Linked DNA regions of Sus scrofa: region 2 is linked to region 1. Evidence: chromatin contacts called from public HiChIP or PLAC-seq data. All regions are on one chromosome and are shown on one strand. The core of a region is the stretch at or near the end of the contact, and the rest is flanking DNA. Distances in the headings are between cores, read along the strand shown. Region 1 overlaps SLC28A1 (solute carrier family 28 member 1). Region 2 holds the start of SEC11A (signal peptidase complex catalytic subunit SEC11A).

What was found. HiChIP or PLAC-seq counts read pairs in DNA pulled down with a chosen protein or histone mark.
Region 2: a contact with region 1 is called in an H3K27ac HiChIP or PLAC-seq map of alveolar macrophages. The contact joins the promoter of SEC11A here to the enhancer-like site in region 1. A contact is called at or near these places in 1 of 47 Hi-C or Micro-C datasets (heart right ventricle) and 2 of 2 datasets of contacts at active chromatin or transcription factors (alveolar macrophages and skeletal muscle).

The regions. Positions count from the first base shown.
Region 1 is chr7:52,627,209-52,632,050 of Sscrofa11.1, forward strand. All of the region lies in intron 8 of SLC28A1 (solute carrier family 28 member 1), which reads right to left. Among named protein-coding and RNA genes, the nearest start is that of SLC28A1, 23 kb to the right of the region's middle. Within about 2 kb of position 2,318, at least 46 of the 83 cell types and tissues checked have an H3K27ac peak or open chromatin away from gene starts, as enhancers often do. A contact at or near this core is called in alveolar macrophages and skeletal muscle, where this site is marked.
Region 2 is chr7:52,827,050-52,831,891 of Sscrofa11.1, forward strand. SEC11A (signal peptidase complex catalytic subunit SEC11A) reads left to right here and starts at 2,218. Exons shown (of 7, transcript XM_021098904.1): 1 at 2,218-2,237; 2 at 2,454-2,660. The coding sequence starts at 2,610.

The DNA.
Region 1 (4,842 bases), core at 1,068-3,567:
CCCTTTTCCTGCCCCTGACTCCTCCCTGCCTCCGGCCCGGGCTTCCTGGTGCTGGACACACCCCCAGCACGAGGAGTGGTGACGGCTTTCTGCTCTCCCTTGCAGTAACACGCAGAGAAGATCACGTACTGTCTAGACTGCCTGTCCAATTTATCAGGCAGGCGATGGCTCAGCAGCCTGGCAGGGTTGCTGAGATGGCCGAGGCCAGGAAGTTGAGCGGGGGATCTGACCGCAGAATTGAGCCTTTCTCCTGGCAGCAACCAAGGGACATTTCCTCTCTGTGAGATGGGGGTGTCTGATGGAAGGGAAGCTCTGACTGTCCAGGGAGAGAGGAGGATGAGTGAAAGAGAAGAGGGGTGATTTCTAAGGTGGGACATTTAATACTAGGTAAGGTCCCTGAGGCCAATACGCTCTCCTGCCTCAACCCAGGAAATCCCCTTGGGACCTTGGTATGTGAGATGGCAGAAGACAGGGCAGGCAGCTGGAGAGCCTGCCTTTGGGGAGGGGTAGAAAGTGCCATGAAGTCCTGCTCCTCGTGTACTGTGCGGTCCTGCTATGAGCCAGGTACCCAATATGTGGTGATTCATGGATCCTCAAAGCAACGGAGGCTAATGTCAATTCACTGCACCAAAGGGCACACCGAGGCTGTGAGATACTGGTTACCTGCCCAGACGGACAGAGTACCTCCTGGCCACGAATCAGATTGCTGAGGCCCTGCCATGACCCTGAGGAGGTTTGTTCTGGAGCCAGTCCTGGAGCCTCATTTCTTTGTCTTTAGGAGAGGCAGCCCTGCAGGGGAGCATCTTAGCCCGGGGCACAGCAGCCCCAAGGGCGTGCCCACCACTGCTCCATGGAAATTTAGAGCAGGCTGGTCTACTAGTACTAGTGCTCACCCTCACTCAAGGGAGAAGGAAATTAGAATGCCTCTAGGCCAGTGGTTCTCAAAGTGTGGACCCTGGGCCAGCAGCTTCACCTGAGGATTTATTAGAAATGCATATTTCTGAGCCCCAACCCAGAGAGTTTCAGATTCAGTAGGTCTGGGGTGGGCCTGAGAGTTTGGCCTTTCTAGATATTGCTGGTTTGGACACTGTCCTCTAAGAATCACTGCTCTAGAGTCTAGACCAGACCCTCTGAGCCAACTCCATCTTCCCAGGAAACAGGCTCCGAAGGCAAAACTAAACCCACCAAGGACCTGGCCCTGCTGCCTCCTCTCCCTGGAGGGAGCTAAGCCAGAGCTTCTGATGACTTCCTGAGACTGCTTGGCAGTCCCCAAACCCCCAGCCCTCAAGGCCTAGACCCTGTACACAGAGCCCTGTCACTAGCCCCCAGCCACAATGAACCACAAAATCCCAGAGCTGGAAAATTCCTCAGAGGGGATGGCTGCAATATCCAGCCTGCCACCAAGAGCACAGGAGGGAAGAAGGAACTTACGCTAAGGTCAGATAAATTAGGGGGACATGCCTCTTTTTTTTTTTTTTTTTTTTTTTTTGGTCTTTCTAGAGCTCCACTTGAAGCATATGGAGGGTCCCAGGCTAGGGGTTGAATCAGAGCTGTAGCTGCTGGCCTACACCACAGCCACAGCAGTGCAGGATCCCCGACCCACTGAGCAAGGCCAGGGATCAAATCTGCATCCTCATGGATGCTAGTCAGATTTGTTTCCACTGAGCATGATGGGAACTCCGACATGCCTCCTGACTTCCTGCTCATGCTGTCCTTTCCCCCAGAATGGCCTCACCGCTCTGCCCCTCATGCCTGTCTCTGTGTAAGTCTCCTTCTGAGGCCTCTGCAGATGCCACATTCTCCTAAGATCGCTCCAGTTCCATCGTCCCATCTCCCTCGTTTCAGCAGCCACCCCATTTCCATTTACTTTCCATTTCTTCCTCTGAAAATCCTGCTCACTACAGTTACACCTTAATTATTAGATCCAGTGGCACATTTTCGTCCTTATCTGATCTTTTTTATTATTTTTGGCCAAATTTGGCACTGATAACCATTGGGGATTGCAGAGTATGCACCAGGCAGACACCCCGAAACCCTTGGGAGGTGAAAACATTTTCTCTCTCCCTAGGGGTTCCTCAGAGAGAATATTTAAGCAGCACTGCAGAGTTAGGGAGTGGGTGCATGTTCTAGAGGTTGGAGTGATGATAGGGAAGGAACGAGTGAGTGTGTGCTCCAGGCTCAGCCAGAACCAGGAAGGATGTGGGAGCCTGGAGGGAGGTGATCGTGGGGGTGGAAAGTTACTAGAAGGGAGATGGAGCCAAGGCAGAATGACTAATCAAGATGATGCAGCCAGGAGGTGGCTGCCACGTTGGCTGTGCCAGGGGAGATGGAAGGCTGAAGGAGTCCCAGGCAGACTCAGCTTCCTGGAGAAGCGATGAGCTGGACCGTGGCCCAGCAGGAAGCAGCTTGGATTGTGAAAATCTAAGCTAGCTCAGAGACTTCCCCAGGCAGACATGGGCCAAGGCCTTGGACTTGGTCCACATGATTCATGGAAAGAACAGAAAGAAAACTCCTGAGTCTTCCGTTCGATTCAGCATTAACAAAGCCACTCTCAGCTTGAGGACAAGCCCCAAGCTTGACGTGTGTGTGTGTGTGTGTGTGTGTGTGTGTGTGTGTGTGTGTGTGTTCGTGCTCATGCACGCATGTGGGGGGAGGGCAGGGTGTGAAGGAAGTTTTGTGATTAGTGAACCTTGTTGAGAATGGGAACTCTGTGGCCATGGAGCATTGGTCTGAAATCCACCCTCATTCCCACCTGCCTTTGCTAAGGAGGCCACTCGCTAATACACTAACTGGAGAACAGAGCCTCCAGGGGCCAGGGAACAGTTAGTGTTTGGCTAGGAAATGCTGAGCCTGGTTAATGATAAACCCACCTCCCTTACTGCTTCTCTCTTGACTGAACATCCAATCTAAAAGTCTTTTTTTTTTGCTTTTTAGGGGAGTATCTGTGCCATATGGGAGTTCTAAGGCTAGGGGTTGAATTGGAGCTGCAGCTGCTGGCCTACACCACAGCCACAGCAACACAGGATCTGAGCCACCCGCGCCACAGTTCATGGCAACACTGAATCCTTAACCCACTGAGTGAGCCCAGGGGTTGAACCCACATCCTTATGGATACTAGTCAGATTTGTTTCTGCTGCACCTCAATGGGAACTCCCAGTCTCAAAGTCTTTAGCAACCATTAATAGATTTCAAATTTACCACTACTGTTATTAGGGATACTTTCAGTATTTGGAAGGGACACATGATGTCACTGACTTCTACAAGTATGAGGAAGAAAACATCACATGACTGCCAGTACAACAACTCGGTTCTATCCCCAGTTCTGACTTAACTCACTGCAAAATTGTGCCTAAGTCACTTCCCCTCTCTGGGGGGTGGTTTGACCACCTATAATACAAAGGGGAGGCCCAAAGATCAATGAGCTTCCTCCCAGCCCAATGGTCTACGAGTCCATGGGCCCAAAGAGTGATCCAGGGAGAGAGGTAAGTAGCAGGTGTGTGCACATTCTTGGAAAAAGGGAGGAAAGACACATAGCTAACACTGACGAGGGGATGGACATAGCAGCAAGCTGGGTGATACTTTCAGTGCTGGAATGGGAGACAAGGCGGGTGGGGTCTCTGGTGGACACAGCTGCTTGGACTGCCCGGTGTCCCTTCCATTACTTCTTTTGGGAAAAAGCTGTTTAATTTTTTTCTCTCTTTTTTTTTAGGGCTTCACCCCAAGCATAGGGAGCTTCCAAGGCTAGGGGTCAAATTGGAGCAACAGCTGCGGGCCTACACCACAGCCACAGCAACATCAGATCCAAGCCACGTCTGTGACCTACACCACAGCTCAAAGCAACGCAGGATCCTTAACCCACTGAGCAAGGCCAGGGAACGAACCTATATCCATCCTCATGGATACTAGTCAGATTCATTTCCATTCAGCTACGATGGGAACTCCTTTTCTGGCTTTTTTTTTTTTTTTTTTTTTTTTTTGGTCTTTTTTGTGGGGAACAAACTTTTAATTCCCTTTGGGAAAGCACCCCTCTTGCACTCTCAGCCCAGAGGCTCCAGGTTTGGCCTCCCAAAGTCATGTATCCTCCCTGGCTACCTGTTCAAGGATGGCAGATACTTCAAGCCAGGCTAAAAAGAGCCCACTCTTGGATTTCCTTCTGCAATTAATGGAAATCAGGCTCCCTTTCTCTCTCTCTCTGCTAAGGTTGCTAAGTTGGTTGGATGTAAGCCTGGTACCTCTTTGCCATACTTCAAGAGACCTACACAAAACTAAGACAAAAGCCAATCCTGAGAACACAGAACCAGGATATAAGTAAGGCAAATCCCAGGTAATGTTGAGTACCTGAATCCAGCAGGACCTGAAGCCTCTGGATTTCCCACTTATGGAAATTAATCTGGTTTGGGGTGGTGGTGGGGTTAGTTGTGTTTTGTTTTGCCTTTTGATTAAATACACACACACACATACACCTTCAAATCACTCTGCTACAGCAGAAATTAACACATTCTAAATCAACTATATTTCAGTTTTTAAAAAGGGAGGGGGATAATGACAGTATTTTCCCCATAGGGCTGTTGTGAAGATGAAGTAAGCACATAGTCCTTGCTCCTTAACTAGCAGCTGTTATTATGACTTCCTTCTCCCTAAGTTTTTCTTCTCTGTTCCACCAGGATCTCAGGTCAGCAGGGGATACAATGGTTTCCGGGGGCCCTGGATCTTACTGCTAAGCCTGTGGGTAGCTTTTGGCTCCAGTGGGTTGGGAAGCTCTGGCCTCTGCTGGGGAGGTTTGGAGCAAGAAGAGCTCAGCCCTGGTCTTGGGCCAAAGGACAAGCTGCTCAGGAGCACACA
Region 2 (4,842 bases), core at 968-3,467, 200 kb after region 1:
GAAATAGCCTGTAGATAACTTGATATATCACTGGTCCAGGGATCTCATGTTGGAAAAATGCTGATAGATTAGGAGATATTTGCCCAGTCATGTGACTAGAGAACTCACTGAAGTGGAAGAGAGCAAAAACTGAAAGGAAATGTATAGTGTGATCCCAATTATGTGAAAAAATGAGTGTAAACTTTAAGTACATGGGGAAAAAGCACTATAAGGGAAAATTGTTGGAATTACCTGGAGGCACAGTGGGTTAGGGATCCTGTGTTGTCACTGCTGCTCTTTGCTACAGCCTAGGCTCTGGCCCTGGAACTTCAGAATACTGAGGGTGTGGCCAAAAAAACAAAAGCAAAAACTTTTTTTTTTTTTTTGTCTTTTTGCCTTTTCTAGGGCCGCTCCCTCGGCATATGGAGGTTCCCAGGCTAGGGGTCTAATCAGAGCTGTAGCCACCGGCCTACGCCAGGGCCACAGCAATGCAGGATCTGAGCCGCGTCTGCAACCTACACCACAGCTCACAGCAACGCCAGATCCTTAACCCACTAGGCAAGGCCAGGGTTTGAACCGGCCACCTCATGGTTCCTAGTCAGATTTGTTAACCACTGTGCCACGACGGCAACTCCAGCAAAAACCTTTATTTATTTATTTATTTATTTATTTATTTATTTTTGCTTTCCAGGGCCACATCTGAGGCATATGGAGGTTCCTGGTCTAGGGGTAGAATCAGAACTGCAGCTACGCCACAGCAACACAAGATCTGAGCTGTGTCTTCAACCTACACCACAGTTCACAGCAATGATGGATCCTTAACCCATTGAGCAAGGCCAGGGATTGAAACTGAGTCCTCATGGATACTAGTCAGGTTAGTTACTGCTGAGCCACAAGGGGAACTCTCCAAAACTTTTAATAGTGATGATGGGTTTAGAGAGGGGAGAGACTCTCTAAGACTCTCTAAAAGACTCTCTAAGAGCAAAAAGAACCATCACATTCTACTCGCTTTTTAATTTCAAATTGTGGTCAAATCCACATAACAAACAATGTACCATCTTACCTATTTTTAAGAGTAGAGTTCAGTGGTGTCAAGTACATTCACATTGCTGTGCAAGCAATCTCCAGAACTTTTCCATCCTGAAAAATTAAAATTCTGTATCCATTAAGCAACTCCCCATTTCCTCCTCCCCCTAACCCTTGAACCACTGTTCTACTTTCTGTCTCTGAATCTGACTACTTCTAGGTACCTCATATAAGGGACTCAGACAGTATTTGTCCTTTTGTATTCGGCTTATTTCACTTAGAATAATGTTCTCAAGGTTCACCCATGTGGTAGCATATAGGACTTCATTCCTTTTTAAGCCATAATAATATTCCATAGTATGTTTATACTTCCTTTGTTATTCATTCCTTCATTAAGGGACATTTGAGTTGCTTCCACTTTTTAAATATTGTGAATAATGCTGCTATGAACATGGGTATACAAACAGCTCTTCAAGACCCTGCTTTGAATTCTTTCAGGTATATAGCCAGCAGTGGAGTGGCTAGATTGCCTGTCATGTTTTAATCTTTTACAATGAGAATGTACGCATGTATTGTTTGTACGTGTTAAAACATATGAAGAAAAGAGTCTGGTACTGTTAAAAAGCTGGGGGCCAGGGATCCAACCCGCATCCTCAGGGATACTAGCCGGCTTCTTAACCCTCTGAGATACAATGGAAACTCCCAACTTATAATTTCAATTTATGATGGTTTCATTGGGAGGTAAGCCAAGGAAGAGCTGTACAGACAGCAATAAGCGATAAGAGTCACCTTGTGGTGCCCAAGGTAAAAAAAAAACAAAAAACAAAACAGGAGATTCTTCTCAGGGATACTATCAGATCCTGTTAGGTCAAAATAAAGGAGGAAGGGACTGACTACCTGACAATCCGCACCACAGATGGTCTTTTCACACTGTCACATTAGTTTTCTAATCCTACCGGGTTGTTTTCTCTCAAACCAAGAGTTTCCTAAACTCCTGAAAGGTTCAGGCAGTGCTTTGCAAGTCTCTCATATATTCCGCCCTTACCCAACAGCACTACTGAAACAGAGCCGTTCAGTTTCCCTTAGCTCGGTAGACCAGCCCTACCAGAGGAGGCCGGGCTGGGGAAATGTCCAGGGCCACACCCAGGCCCGCGGCCCCGGCTTGAACGCGCCAGCCAATCACAGGCCGGTTCTACTCGCAAACCCCAGAGACACAGCTCCCTATTAGCCAGGTGTGCACCAGGGCCCGCCTTCTGGAGGTTGCAGGGAGGCCTTCTAGCTAAACCCGAGTGGCCGCCTCCGTGTGGGGCCGCGGGGCTGAGGTGGGGAAGTGGGTTTCGGTCTGTTTGCAGCAGCCGAGGTACCGGATACGAAAGCCCTTCTACAGCGAAGCTAGGCCAAGAGGCTGGATTAGGAAGGTCACGCGTCCCTTTGTCTGTTTTCCGCAGCGAAGGGGCAGGGCTGCCCCGGTTCCGCCCCGGAAGCGGAAGTGCGGGCGCCGCGGGGTCCTGTCCAGTGTGAGCGCGGCCGGTGAGCCAGCCGTTCCTGCCGCTGGTAACACAGTTCGTCTCTCCTACTGCTCGCGTCCCCTCGCCAGCCGCGCCATGCTGTCTCTAGATTTTCTGGACGATGTGCGGCGGATGAACAAGCGGCAGGTGAGGTTGGCCACCTACCGTTCTCCTAGTCCCACGAATGCTGCTGCTGCGGTGCCCCGCGGATCTCTGGGCCCCAGTGTGAGGGCCTGAACGGGTCTGACGCTGGGATTACACCATCTCATTGTAGAGTCTGTGGCCAGAGGTAGCTTTATCCGTCCCCAATTTTTAGCCCCTAGCTGATTCCGGGCCTTCTATGGGCGGAGCAGGAAGCCTGGTCTTCTCGTTCCATTCCCCACGATGAGGCAGGGGAGCAAGAGGAAACAGTAGGGTATTTTGTAAGTGGGAGTTGGGGTTACTTATTGTTTTAAACTTGATAAGGCGGCAAACTCATGATTTCTCCAATTGCAGCGACTTCCAGTGGATTCTGGCAACTAGGTTTAGCAGTTAGTTCACTTCTGCTCTGACTTTGGGGGTGCTCCGGAAGGCGGTTAGGCCCAACAAAAGCCATTTTGCTACTTTCAGCAGTTGCAGCCTTTCTAGAGCAGCGGGCTGCGCGGACTTCCCTGAACCACCTCCGAGTTCAGAGTTTGAACAGTTACTCTACTTGCTCGTGAGTCACTTCGCATTAAGGTGGCAGCCCTCAGAATCCTCGGGTATACCTCCCAGTATTAGTGGCACAGGGATCTTGAGATTTAGATCTCCTGGTATTGTCCTTAAACCTTGCTCTGTCTTGAACTTATAGATCGTATTCTAGAGGGTACTAGGAATACTTTTGTAAGGGGCACACTTGGAAAAGTTACTCCTTTTTGTCTTCTGCACCTGTGTCTGTGGAGCCTAGTTTTGATTGCCTCGGACCTTTTTACAGATCTGCCTTCAAGGAGTATAATGTGTAGAAAATGACTAAGGCAAGGCAATTACTTTTAAGCTCTTGCTATACCTGTGAGGTAGATAATGTTATTCCCATTACACAGATTAAGAAAATGAGCTACCTGCCAGAGATTGTTAGGAAATGGGAAGAATTGGATAGCATGGGGATGGGGCAAGGATAAGTTATGAAATGAGCTTTTACCTGCACATAATATCTCGGGGAAAAAATGATAGTGACTCTAGGTACCGAGAGCTAATTAGATGAAAAGAGGGAAACTAGAAGTTTGGTTTTAGCCCTCTAAAATTGCTGTCATTTGTGTAACTTTTCCATTTATGCCTAAATATATCTCATCTAATGTCTGATTAATTTGAGTTGTAGTTTTTCTTTTTCTTCTTACCAGGTTCACAAAGGATTACTTTAGTGCAATAAATTCCATCCATTTAAAGTGTATCAGTTAATATGTTTCTGTAATTATTTGCATCCATTACAGTCATACAGAACGTTTCTATCACCCACAAGATCTTGTGCCCCTTTGTAGTTCATCTCTAGCAATTGGCAACCACTGGCTTGCTTTCTTGTCAGTATAGATGGGTTTGCGTTTTATATAAATGGAATCACAGAGTTTATATGTTCTTTTGAGCTTTGAGTTTTAATTGATTTTTTAACACCTTACTCAAGATTTTTGTTTATTATATGTAATTTTTTTTGTCTGCTTCACAGTTTTCAAAATTATAGTGTTTTACTGTCTTCACAGCATCTGATGTACTGCTGACCAGATTAATGTCTTCTTTTCTGCCCTCAAACTTTCAGTAGCGTCCATTGCCTTGTGGGTTAAAGTCCAAACCCCTTAGAATTTCATTTGTGTTAAGTTTCAATCATTTTACAGCCTGCCATTTCTCACGGTTTCTTTCTTGACCAGTGTTCTTTTCCTCCCTATTTTGTGCTACTGTGTATTTGAACACTGTTCCTTTTCAAACTTCGTGTACTTAGCTTCAGAACACCCCTTGGAGTTCTTTCTGAGTCTCCATGGACTGCCTTAAACTATTAGGTGATCTCTAAAGTTCTTTCAGCTCTTATATACTATTTTATTTGCCATCTCCTCTTTGGAGTGTGGCTCTTTTATTGGAATATCAGAGCACAGTTTTCCCAAGGCTTTTCTTAATCCATGAAGCCCTGATATGTAGTTTGCTTATTTCTGTGGTATAGATACTTCCAACATGGCTGATTCAAGCTACTAACATGACATCAATGAATGTGGAATTAGGAAGAAATGGTAATTTCCATGTTACAGATAAAATTTTAAAAATATTCTCAAGAACATGGATAATAGGGAGTTCCTGTCATGGCTCAGTGGTTAATGAATCTGACTAGCGT